2 separate regions of the Mus musculus genome follow, and region 2 is linked to region 1. A link is a contact called in public Hi-C data. All regions are on one chromosome and are shown on one strand. The core of a region is the stretch at or near the end of the contact, and the rest is flanking DNA. Distances in the headings are between cores, read along the strand shown.

Region 1 (6,771 bases), core at 2,568-5,067:
AGGCAATGAGAGGGAGGGAGGGAGAGGGAGGGAGGGAGAGGGAGGGAGCTGGCCACTCCTACATTAGCTTACTCTTAACTGGTAGGAGTAGGAGACAGCTCTGCAAGTGAGAAAACCCAAGGCCTGGGGAGTCATCTTGCCCCAGTTCCTCTAAGCAGGTTAACAGAACTGCAGCCCCAGCTCACTTCTGCTGGGCCCTGACAGTCCATGTGCCATGACTTCATTTTTCTGGCTCCCAGATAGGTTAGGACAGTGGCCAGCAAGTACAGGACTGGCCATGAAGCCTGATGACCCAAGCTGAGTTCCTTAGAGTCCCTGTGGTAAAGAAGAGAACTGACTCCTAATAAGTTTTCTTCTGACCTCTGAGAGTGAGGCACATTAATTAACTAATTAACTAATTAATTAATTAATTATCTGTAAACATGGTGGCCTATCAAATAGTATTTTAGGATCTGCTTGGCATTTTAAAATGCCCAGACTTACTTGTTTCATTGTTTGCCGTGTGTCTGAGTCTATTCCTTCTCTTCCGGCCACCCTAATGGCAGAGTCCTTGGGAGTCCCGGGTCCTATAATCACACTGGACCTCCCCTCTACACCGAAGCCAACGGTCGTTGAAGCACAAGCTCCTTAAAGCAATACTAATATAGACATGTAGTTAATAAGACAATTCTTGCGATTTGTACTTTAACTTATATTCAGTTTTCTTTATCACTCCTGTGTCAGAGCTCTTTGTCCCCATTTCACTTTATGAAGGGGTTCATTTTATGGTTGAGGATCTAGTCAGAACCTTCAATTTTCGTTCAGAACTGAGATATTTTTCTCTCATGTGCCTCACCTGAGCCCCATCGGCCTGTGTCCGGAGGCTCTCCCATGGCCATTCTCTCTAGAGACGCACAAAGCCTGTTCTCTCGGGGGAGGTTCTCCTCTCCTCTGCCTGCTCGATGACTCTCCTCACTGTTTCAGGCACTAGCAGGCCTGGAAATGTTTCCGGCTTCCCTCCGGCTTCCCTCCGCTCCTTCCCCAACATTCCTGAATGTCCTTGCTATCAGGCATCACAGTCCCCTGCCCACCTTGGTGAGGACTGTGGTCCCCAATTGTACCATCCAGTTATCCTTCCCTCATTTTAAAAAAGTAATACAAGTGTGTGCGCACTTACCATTTATTATTCTCTCCGACTCTGGCTGTGCTACATTGGTTTTTAAAACATTTTCCCCACACCCTTGTGCAAGCTGGCTGACACAGAAAACTTCTGCAAATATAACTTTAGTAATTTGGGTCGGGGGCAGGGAGAAAAAACAGGAAGTTCAAATGTACTTTTCCTATACCAAATTTCCAAGTTGGAACTTTGTATTTCTGGTGTTTCCCATACTGAATGCAGTGAGATATAAGCCCTAGAACCCTTTTAAGATCCGAGACCATTCTGAGTTAGCTCTAGTGGTTACCAAAACAAGCCCAGTGCAAAGCCCTTTAAATATCCACAGTTTGTATCTCTCAGACCACATGCCATCACTATTATAGGTCCCATGGCTTGAAACTATCGAGTCCACCCACCTCTTTCTCCTTCTATGCAACCAACTCCGTGGACAGAGTCAGTGGACATCCCTGTCTTTTTCACTTTGTTAGCACTGACACTGTTTGCATCCTAACCTAAGTCCCTGTATCAGTCATGGAGCAGCCTCTTCCTGGGACATGCATGCTGAAAGGGAAGCCCTATTTCTGGGACAGCTATTACCAGAGTCAGTACTGCAGTGGGATCTTTGGAAGCTTTTCAGAGGCTCACTCAGTCATGTCTGGGCAGTACCTTACATTATCCAAACAACACAGGAGCAAACACCAGCTGAGTGTTTGCTGGACTCTGGACTCTAACATGCTCAACCCTGTGTTTGGAAAGTAGATTGTACATACTATCCTTACCTTGGCATCTGTGGGAACTGGCTGTCTAAGCTCTTACTGGATCACATTCTCTATACCTTTCTCCCAAGGCAGAAGTCAGATCTTGTAGGAGATCTCTGTGGACATCAGTATTGAGAGAAGTGCCTAGACATTCAGTCATTCACAACTCAATGTGACTAGACTTGTCCTCTCCTGAGCCTTAGGGTTTGAGTATGTCTTTAAAAGAAGTCATTATGGCCTAGAAAGATAGCTTAGTGAAATGCATGACACACAAACCTAAGGACCTTATTTTGATCCATAGCACCCATTAAGAAAGAAAACAACAACAACAAACAAACGGATGTGGTTGCTCATGTCTGTAGCCCAAAGACTGGGGAGGAAAGAAACAGGAGGATCGCTGGGGTTCACTACCCAGGCAGTCTAGTCAGTTGGTGAGTTCTGGCTTTAGTGAGAGATGAGTTGGAGGATGATTACAGAAGCTATCCAATGGCAGCCTCTGGCCTCTAAACGTGCATGTTCGAGCATGCACACACAGACACACTCTTTAACCTCCACTTGCCCAAGGCAAAACATCTTATCTATCGGGTACTTGGGTCACTGGTAATATGTCTGACTTCACAAAGGCGGAGGCCATAGTAATTCTTTACAATGCCTGTCAGCCCAGGGTCCTTCAAGGCTACCAAAGAGAGCAGGCAGGCATAAATTATTTCACTGTCTCTGGGAAACTCGCAGTCTGGGGACATTGCCCCTCCATTCTGAGATGGAGACAATAAAGCCTCTCTCAGTAAGCTGTCGTTAGGATTCACATTTCAAGATCGTATATGAAGTGGTCAATACATTCATCACCCAGACATCAATCATCACCCACTCTCTAGATCACATCCTAGGCCACTGCCAACTGTCTGGAAACACTGTGCTGCAGTTGTTTTCATTGAGAAGGGAGGAGGAGGAGGAGGAGGAGGAGGAAGAGAAGGAGGAGGAGGAAGAGAAGGGGGAGGGAGAGGAGGAGGAGGAAGAGGATGTTGATGATGGCACTGATGATGACGATGATTATGATGACAAATTTCACAAAGGTTTTGAGAGGACTGAATATATTAGTGCAAGTACTGTGTACATAATAAGAGTTCAATAAAACTGATGTATTATAAAAACAAAGTAACACCTGAGAGCTTTTAAAATCAGAGAACAGTGTTGTTCAAAGTGGCCATTGCTGTGAGATAAGGAAGTTGGACCACAGTGTAATACGGTGCTTTTCCTCTGTGAAAGCTTCTGGTAGGAAAAAAAGAGTGTTCTTGGTGAGAAAGCTTATTTACATTCTGGTGCTAGCTTCCTGTCATCTTTGTTGATCAATAATAAACAGCTTCAGACCAGATCTTTGCTGTTGTTTGTTTTCTTGGCACAGGATACAGTAGGCAGTGAGGAGATTCCTTTATACACCTGGCCTGAAAAATCTGTTTAAGATATGTTACTAAGGTAAATAAAAATTTTCTCCATAACAGCTTTTTGCTCATTTGTTGCAGTTAGCATAAACCACAGCTGTCTTTTGTTGTTGTTTGGTTGTTGGTTTGGTACTTAGTTTGTTAGTAGGTGACATGTATTTGTATAAATAAGTTTGGAAATGACACTGCTTGGCAATGAAACAGAATCTGGTGTTATTCAGGAAGGGATGCTCACAAGTAAAGACAGTCTTGATTCATTTATAGCCAAAAGAGTAACATAAAATTAGTAAATATATTATATTACTCTAGGGTGTCCAGAGAAGCATTCCTGGTACCTGTGTTGTGTCTTTCTTCTATGGCTTTGGCTTATGAACGTAGTGCAGTGATGGAGACAGAGAAGTCCCATAATCCATAGGGAGCAGAGTGGAGTGCCTGGAGTGGGTGACTCAGCTCAGACTGAAAGACCTGTCAAGGCGTGACTCCACATCACAAAGGAGAGGACTGCTGCCCCACCCAAAAGCAGGCAGAGAGCATGGTCTCTCCTACACAGTTTCCCTAGGACTGACTAGCTGAGGCCATCAACATCTGGGAGGCAGTCTGTTCTACAAAGCTGTCTAACTTGCACCAACTTTCATCTATATTCCTAGAATAAATATTTAACTAAGGCTGTGATCACTCAGTCGGGATGATACAAAATGAAACGAAACAGAACAAACAAAACAAAAGAAAAGTAATCTTTATAGTCATATTAGATCTTTATCTTTTGTTTGAAGATGAACTTTAGATATTCTTTTTAATTTAAATGTATTATTTTGAGAATTTCATACTAGAGTACTATATTTATAACAGTCCCCTCCCTCTTTATGCTGCAACTCCTCTTATGTCCTTTCCATTCTTTCTCAAATTTCAGATCTATTCTTTATTAGTTACCTACATATGTATACATGCATACTCACTCACATACAAAATCTACTGAATCCATTTAGTGTTGCTTGTATATACAATGTGCTCCAACCACTTGGAATTTGATAACCTATCAGGTAGCTGCTCCCCAGAGAAAGCTGGTTCTCCGTCTCTCATCAACCTTAGACTGCCTATGCCGCTTCATGTAGGAGTGAGGCCTTGCGAGGTTTCCCTACCTGCATCGGCATATTCATTAGTTTTGCCATTATGTGGGTCTTATCTAAGCAGCCATAGCATTGAGATCTCATGGGAACAGACTGCTGTGTCTAGAAGACACAGTCTAGCAGCAGATGAGCTGATCTGCTGGCTCTTACGGTCAGTTATTCCATCTCCTCTGCCATGCTTTTTCCTGAGCCTCAAGTATGGTGCAGCGACTGGCTGTGAGCATCCCATTGTCAGGCACCGCCTTTATTTTGACCAACTGTAGTTCTGAGATAGTCTCTATGTGTCATCAAAAGGAGCTTCCTTGGAAAGGAGTGAGGGCTGCACCTATCTGTGAGTAGAAGGGCGAGTGATCTGAATGCAGCTAGCTTATTCTGGCTTAGTAAAATACCAATAGTTGATTCCCCTAATGGTTCCTAATAAAAATAATACTCTAATTTTAGAAATGTTCTAACTCCTTTTGTTGTTTTAGATAAAAAATTTTTTAAATTTCTATAATAAGGTTTTGATGGGAAATTATTGACAACATTTTCCACAGAATTACAGTTGAAAACATGAAGATTTGGTGGTAGCTGTTTTGGAAAATTTTCAGTCTAAAAAATAGATTCAGTAGATGGAAAAAGTCTCCACAGAGAGACACAGAGAGGCAGGCTGCTTTGTGCAACTATATCTTCTAATTTTCTCTTCTAAGTGCCCCATAAGGCTGTGCAGTGAAGACAGTAACCCTCTGTCGAGGCAGAGAAAAGAGGTGTAGGTACTGTGGCCAGAGGGGTCTCAGAGCACAGAGGAAAAATGTTTCAAAAACCCAGAAAAGGGATCATTTGGAAATGCAAAAGAAAATGGAGATGCTTAGAGTGGATTGGATTTCCTCCTCAGAGGGAGAGGCATCCTGTCACCTCACACGGTACCAGAGCTCCACCTGCTGTACGAGAAAGGCAAAGAGGCAGAGCTGGGGCTGTGAAGGGCTTTCCCCACCCCACAATTAGCAGTTGATATTTTTGATCTTATGTTTCTTTACTCAAACCAAGTTGTTGACTTTCCTTATTCTTTCACTCCACTCATCCCTTGTCTTCCTGCTAATTTCAGTTTGAAAGATTTATGTTATCATTTCAAAAGTTGGCAATTCAAAGAAAACATGATTGGAAAGTATATTTGCTGGTTTGTTGATGTGTCTAGAAATACATATACATAAAGTGCAGTTTAGATGCTTGGTATACCTGCATAAACATAGCATGCCTGTATTAAACATAGCATGCCTGTATGAAACATGGGATGCCTGTATTAAAGGTGTGTAGCAAAGAGTGGAGAAGAGAGAGGCTGTATTGCCGCTGAGGAGAACAGCTCTGGCTTTAAATACTTGTGTTCTCTGACATTAATTTGATTGCCTCCGTGGGAAAGTTATTTAACTTTCTTTGTGAGCTACAGTTTCTCCAATAAAAAAAAAAATCTTAGGATAATGACACTGGCTTTTTTCTGCCTCATAGAATTCTTATCAGATAGAAGCTCAGGTAATGCCCAAGTTATCCAGCCACCACACTCCAGCCTCAGCCATCTGTAATGAAGCTCAGAACCAGAAAAGGGCTGCATGCATGAGAAAGGCTAAGCCCAATGTCTTACACTTGGCTATAAATTAAACCTATGAGCTACAGTACTGCCACAACATAAAGCTGGGATGTAAAGTAAGCACAGTGAGCTGTTTTTGTGTGCACTTGGGTGTGTCCATGTGTCTTCTCTCTATAGTTACATAGAGTTTTTAAAAGGAAGGCAGAAGAGTACAATATGAGTATACTTGAAAATTCATCACACACATAACTGGAGAAGGTGCCCAGAACTTGGGGTAATCAAGTTGAGATTTTAGTCTGCCACAGTACTGTATAAAGCCTTTAGCAAATGTACTCTGAATCATAGTTAGAATGTTCTTTAAAAAAATCTTTTATGTTTGTGTACATGTATATCTGTCTGTGTATGTATGCCATGTGTGGCCAATCCCTAGATCTGGAGTTAAAGTGGGATGTATTTTATTCAATGTAGGTGCCAGGAACCAAATGTAGTTTCTCTGAGTGAGCAGCCAAAGCACTTCACTGCTGAGCAATCTCTCTGTCCCAGAAAGCTCTTTTTATACATAAGTTTACAATGCATTGATAGGGAGGTAGGCCCTGTATACCCTGGCAAACAAGATGGAACCAGTTTATACCTGGGCAACTAGGGTTCTGAGTCTCTTTAAGAGCACCTAAACTCTAAACTCAAAAAGAAGATTAAGGACAATTTTATAAGTGCTTGAGAGCAAAACAAAAGGGTAAGCGAGCTGCAAAAC
Region 2 (6,771 bases), core at 2,721-5,220, 720 kb before region 1:
ATGTGGATTTCCACATATCCACAAAATAAATATATGCAAAAGAGTATGTCACTAGAAACATGAGAGCCATTATCTCGAGTGTCTTTGTATAAATACAAATATAACCAAGTTCCATACAAACATCTAAGAGAAAGACCAAGTCATTAACTAGAGACTCCACTTGATCTGAAGACATGTTCCTTTAGATTATCTGTAGCCAAAAGCCACCTCATTCTTTACTATACTCTGGTTCTCTAGCATTGAGCATCCCTGATGCATATGCACACACACACACACACACACACACACACACACACACATACCACTATAGTTTTAATTTTCTTTCTGTTGTTGTGATAAACACTTTGACGAAAAACAGTTATGGTTCATAGTCTAGGGAATTCAGGTCAGAAACTTAAGCAGGAACCTGCAGGCATGACTTGAAGCCAAGACCATAGAGGAATGCTGCTTATACAACACACACACTCACACACACACACACACACACACACACACACACTTAGTCCCTCTCCCTCCCTCTCAACTACCTTTTTATGATGTTTGTAAATAGTGTTTATTTAAATATTACATTCAGTTTACATAGACTGAGGTTCTGCGATTGTATATTTGAATCTTATGAACATCTGAAATAGAAAACAAGTCATCCTGTAGAGTTATACTTAGATGGTTGAAATTGGTGTGACAACTAGTTAAGAACACACTGAAGCTGTAAATAACTGAACCATTATTTGTGATCTTTAGAAGACAACTATTGTCCTTAGGAGAACTGGGGGGAAATGTTTTTGATATCAGATCTATTTTGAAGGATTTTGAATGATCACTTCTAGTTTTTCAGTTCAAATTGAGTGATTGGAAACAACCTTGAGTTTGCCTAAAACATGTAGCATCGTATATCTAGCTTGAGTCAGCATTTCAAAGACAAAACAATGCCTGTAACATTATCTACCAAAATAGATGAACAGGCGTGTTATGTACCTGTCATTAAAATGAAATTATTAAATAGTTTTCTCATAAGAATTTTTATGTTTTGAAGATCATAAAGCACTTTTATTTTTGTTAAATTTCTGTTCTTTTAATTTCTTCTTTGATAACTTCATATGGTATGTTTTTATCATATTCTTTTCTGTCTTCCAACTCCTCGGAGATTCTACCTACTCCCTACCTAAAGAAATTTATATTCTCTGTTTTAAGACAAAAGAAACAACAACAAAGTGGAGTCTGTTTTGTATTACACATTTATTCCTAGGCATGGGGCTTAATTTACCCTGGAGTGTGGTTGATGTAACTAGTGTCACTTCATTGAAGAAAGCTGATTTTCTTCCTGCCAGTAGCTATCATTTGGAACAGCTTCATGGACTGGTTGGGATTTTGTGTTTGCTGTCCTCCCTTCATGCTGGGATTTTGTCTGAATTTCACAGTCTGAACTCATATATACAACTGCTCTATTGAGTTTGGAAAATGATGCTTCCCTAAAATCACCCACCACCTCTGACTCTCACAATCTTTCTGCTTCCTTTTCTGCATAGATCCCTGAACTTGGAGGTGGGGGTACGGGGGTGTATGATACAGACAACTCATTGAGGGCTGAATATACCAAAGTCTCTTACTCTGTATGTTTGTTTTAAGGTCCTGGGTCTCTGTGTTTTTACTGTCTAATTTCTCTCTTATCTGCTGAGGGCTGCTCAGCTACTCTACTTCTACAGTCCAGGCTCTCCTTCCTAGGGCATCATGCCTGCACAGTAAGCTGGGCCCTCCTACATCAATCAATAGTCAAGAAAATTCCCACAGGACACGCCCACAGGCCAATCTAATGGGAAATTATATGTTGATAAACTTGGTGATATATTAAAACAGGTACATAATGTAATATCAAAATATCAAAGGCCCTGTGGACAGGAAGGTGCTTTGGAGAAAGACCTCCAGCTACAAGAAAACTTACATAACCTGAAAGTCTCAGACAGTGTGAAAAAAGGTAGTTCTTCATTTGAGGTTCTTTTTTCAAGTGACTCCAGTTTGTGTCAAGATGGCAATAAGAGCTAATCAGCACAGAGAGAGAGAGAGCGGTCCATACAAAAATGCACAGACTCATGTACATAGACTCAGAGCACTAGGCTTTTATCATTCAGAATACACACAAATTGTTTGGCCAGTCTTTCTTCCCATCATTGGCTCAGCATCCCAGGAAAGCTCCTTAGGAAATGAAGCCCATCCACATTGTATTTCCTTTCTGTGTCCGTGTGCTATGGATTCTATTAATGTGGAACCACAATATGATTATTCTGTTCTGAAGATCCATCAAGAAAATCACCTCATAAACACCACAAGTGTGTCTTTAGACTGATCCCCATGTCCCCCCAACCACTGCAAGTGTAAGCAAGAATCAAACTATTTCTATGATTAGCTTCATACTATCTTTCAAATATCCATCTCCTTAAATAACATTTTCTTTCAGTATCACAAAACACCACTTCAGAGATTTGTTTGATTAAGTATTGCTTAAAATCATATTTGATGTAGACAATTAAGTAAACTCAAGTGCCAAACATGTATTGTCCCAGTGCTATATAATGTAGATGACCTGGAGCTATCAGTTACTTACAAACATCCCTTTGCATTTCCTTTTGTGCTGCTCTTAGTTAGATTTGAATTACACATCCAATAAATTAAAGAAAACTAAAGCTTTTCTAGAGTATGAGAGAATTTTTTCACACTGTCTGAGACTTTCAGGTTATGTAAGTTTTCTTGTAGCTGGAGGTCTTTCTCCAAAGCACCTTCCTGTCCACAGGGCCTTTGATATTTTGATATTACATTATGTACCTGTTTTAATATATCACCAAGTTTATCAACATATAATTTCCCTAAGAAGCAGCAATCATAGTCACAGTTATTACAATGTACTTACTAAATTTATAACACACACACACACACACACACACACACACACACACAAACACACACACACACACACACACACACCAAGCTTGCTGTGCCAAAGGCCGTTTTTTTAGAGATGGACACAGGAGGGATTTCATTGACTCTTGCTACTAGCCTAACCGTACACTGCTGTCCTGTCTTAGAAGCTAGAACAGAGTTTCTAGAGTTCAGAGAGTTCTCAACCTTAGCCAATTGCAGAGTGATCTGAGGCCTGCTGCAGGGATGACAGAGTTCTGATGTACTGATTAAAGAAGAATGTGTGAGGAATTGTGAGCTTCTTTCCAGTTTTAAAATCCTAATACCTTGAAACAACAAGCTGCAATCAGCCAATCTGAGAGCCCAAAGCTGCACTAGGAAAGAGAAACTACTGCATACAGATACCTACCTTTCTAGCCTTCTTTAGTACGTGTCAGACAAGTGGCTAGAGCTCCCAGACAGCTAGCCTAATTTATTTGACTAATTCTTAGGCCAGTAAAAGACAGTTGTCTAAAACAAAAAATAGAAGGTATCTAAGGGACAGAGGAGGTTATATACATAAGTATATATGCATACATGTGTGCACATGCTCATGAATACAGGCACACACATAATGCAGGTACCAACAGGAAGCAGTCAACTGACCCTAACACTCATTTTTAAAACAACAGCACCATGGAAATACTGTCAAAGAGAAAGTTAGGAAGTTCATGATTGGCAGGCCAGAAAATGCTCTGTAATAGTCTTGATTTGAATTCTGTCACACTTCAAGTTTGCAGTTTTCATTCCGTGAACCTGGACCCCACCATCTCCTCTCACTTCTTTTGGCAGAGAACCACACTCCTTTTTCCCCCTCTTTAGACAGCTATCTTACAAACGTATTGAGACAGAGCTTGTTCTCATTTTGAAATGACAGTCCAGTAAATAACTTTTGGGAGGATTAGAAAGTACCCTTTTCTTTCTTTTGTTCTGTCTTTACTCTCGCTCCCACCCTCTTTTCTTTCTACACACTGCCTCTTTGATATAATGGATCACAGTGAGAATTTCCTGTTTTTGATCTAGTTAGAAAATGGTCCCATTGCCTCAGTGTTGACGGCAGACAGAGCAGGTGCAGCTGAACTGCCCCAGGCCAGAAACCCTTTGTCTAAAACAAACAAAAAATCTTCTTCTCCCTACTTCCCCACTGAAGTCTGTCCCCTGCCTCTCAACTGGAAAGCTAACCTGCAGGCATCCGCAGCAGGGGGTTGGTTTCTACAAATCACAGCAAAAGGCAAAATTGAGCAAGACCCTCTGTCTGTAGGGCAGGTTTCCCTGTTCCCAATTTATTGGGGATGACATTTCTGATAATGTCCTTATATTAAAACCTCATGTCCATATTTTAATTCTACCAGGATATCACAGTATAGCACATAATAAGAAAGTGCCATCAAGAAGGATTACCAAAAAGATATTGTACAACTTCAGTAGAGAGAAGGAGGGAGGGGGCAAAGGAGGGAGGGAAGGAGGGGACAATTTATAAAGAGATAAACTAACAATTTTTTTGTTCTTTTTGAAGTTGAGTGCTCATCCCATTAAGAGCGAGCAGTGTAGAACATCCTTTTTTTCTTTAAATGGGCTAGATATTAAATCTTTTCTTCTAGTGGATCAGACATCATTATATATCAACCAACTCAGGCACCTGCTGTGCCTGTGGGCCATGTTTGGGGAAACAGACACTGTCTTTTCTACTAAATGATACACTAACACAAGGCACAAAGGAAGGTTTTGTTCAGTCTCTTCTTGTCAAACCATAGGTCACACAACATCCAAGAAGAGCTAATCACAAAAATGACCAGGGGTTGGAGAGCTGGCTCAGGAAGTAAGATTTCTTAGTTAATACTTCAGGTTCAGATCCCAGCATGCATGTCCAGCTCACAACCATTTCTAACTTCAGTTCCAAGGAGTCTAGTGCTCTCTGTTGGAGTCCTTGGGTACTGCATGCATAGCATGCAGGCAAACACACACACATAAATTAAAAGCTTCTGAAAACTATGGCCAGACAGTACTGAAGATCACACAAAGAAATTCTCTGAATATTTTTATGATTGGTTATGAGCAGGAGGAAGAAAGAAACATTGTTTCCTTCCAGCTATATGGTGGTGTTTTTTGTTTTTGTTTTTGTTTTTAAAAACACAGACGACAGAAAAAAAACCTCACGGGTATTCTTATTCTGAGTTTCAGAGATAACAGTGAATTACAGAGAAGTCTTCACTCGGTGCTTTCCATTTTATGCAAGAACTGTCTTTAAGACACCTTGTAAATTTAGGATATTTTAAAATTATTTTTTAAATTTGCATACAAAGTAATGGATTTCACTGTTACACTTACATATCATTATACTGTGTTCTTATCTCTTCTCTCATTACTTTCCCCATGCCCTCCAGGCCCACGATCCTGCTAAGTTGTCCCCTCCTGCCTTCATATCTCACATATCCATTATTAATAAACCACTCGGAAGCTTCTGGTTAAAAGGAGGGAGTAATTCTTTGCACAGCAGAATCTACTTCCCTCTCTTCTCAGTGCTCTGACCCAGCAAAAATTACTGTCAACTATCTGTCCAGCTGAGGGATATCGATTCCCTGGTTGCCATGGCAACACATGAGTTGTCAGGTCTATGTGACTCTTATACTCAGTGCCTCATCTGTTCCTCCTGGTGTTGGATTTTGACACGTTTTAAACCTTAATTAGTTTATTTGATGGGACTTGCACATTTTATTTTTATACTAAGTAGCTATTGAAAACACAGTCATCCAGAGAACGGATCACAGAGGCAGAAATCGGTTTGCTGTCAGGCCAACCAGAGATGACAAGAGCAAGAAGGAAGGGGGAAGCGCAGACTCTCTTCCTGCTCTACAGTTGCTGAGGAAAATCAAAACAGTTTTTGCCATCTGTCACGAAGCATGGTGTGAAAATGATGAAGCTGTTCGTTTTGACGGCTAAGGCACACTCTGCCATGGTGATCAGATCACAATATTACCGCGTCACTGCAGGTTCAGATCAATGTTCGCTAATGCTGTTTTTCCAAGAGAATGCATGTCCATCTTAACTTACTTTCCAGTGAGGATGGCTTCTGAGCAACCCATTAAGAGACATAGTTAAGTGTGGAGGACAGTTCACCTGAGGTGTGCTTAAATGGCGTTGGGGATTGGAGGAGGAAGAAGCAGCCCCATAAAGCCCGGTCACCTGGAGCAACCTAACTGTAGAACAGCGTCTTCAAATATGGTTTACACAGCCCCGTGCTAAAATGGGGTGCAAAGAGCATCTCAGGGAAACCAAAACACACACACAAAAACTGTCTTGAAGTGCCTAAGAAACTGTTTTCCTCTGTTGGCCCCTTGTAGTGATGATGTGGCAGTCATCACAGTGAAACTGCTAAGTGTAGCAGGCAGGAAGGTGATTGGGGCTGAGAAGATCAAAGGGTATACACATGTGGAAAAAATGTCACACTAAAAAATATGTCACACTGAAATCTATTCTTCATTTGTATTAAGTCTTAAAAGAATTAAAGTAAAGGGGGGTAATCATGCCAAGGTCCATCCATGTGCACATACAGGGCCATACAGAAATGTGCATACATGCACACAGGACAAATTTCATTCAGGAATGTCTTTGTTGGGAGCTTAACATGATTTAGCTTTTAATTTGCTACTTGCAAATGCAAACCTTTTAAAATTCTCTGTGTAATAAAATAGATCAGTCACAGAGAACAATTTGCAACACATTTCCAATCATCCATTGTGAACTTTAAAGCAAAATTCAGAGTTCTGGGAAAATGTTAACATACATTTATGACAATATTTTTGACATTCATCATTTAAATGT

Evidence for each region. Hi-C and Micro-C count contacts between places; a contact is called where the count stands out from the background.
Region 2: a contact with region 1 is called in a Hi-C map of embryonic stem cells, with 2.6 times the contacts expected there. The contact joins two enhancer-like sites. A contact is called at or near these places in 3 of 484 Hi-C or Micro-C datasets (all in embryonic stem cells) and 2 of 115 datasets of contacts at active chromatin or transcription factors (both in embryonic stem cells).

The regions. Positions count from the first base shown.
Region 1 is chr14:8,607,352-8,614,122 of GRCm38.p6, reverse strand. All of the region lies in intron 4 of Cfap20dc (CFAP20 domain containing), which reads left to right. Among named protein-coding and RNA genes, the nearest start is that of Cfap20dc, 56 kb to the left of the region's middle. Within about 2 kb of position 3,817, at least 8 of the 459 cell types and tissues checked have an H3K27ac peak or open chromatin away from gene starts, as enhancers often do. A contact at or near this core is called in embryonic stem cells, where this site is marked.
Region 2 is chr14:9,329,065-9,335,835 of GRCm38.p6, reverse strand. No RefSeq gene overlaps it. Among named protein-coding and RNA genes, the nearest start is that of Gm41097, 120 kb to the left of the region's middle. Within about 2 kb of position 3,970, at least 20 of the 459 cell types and tissues checked have an H3K27ac peak or open chromatin away from gene starts, as enhancers often do. A contact at or near this core is called in embryonic stem cells, where this site is marked.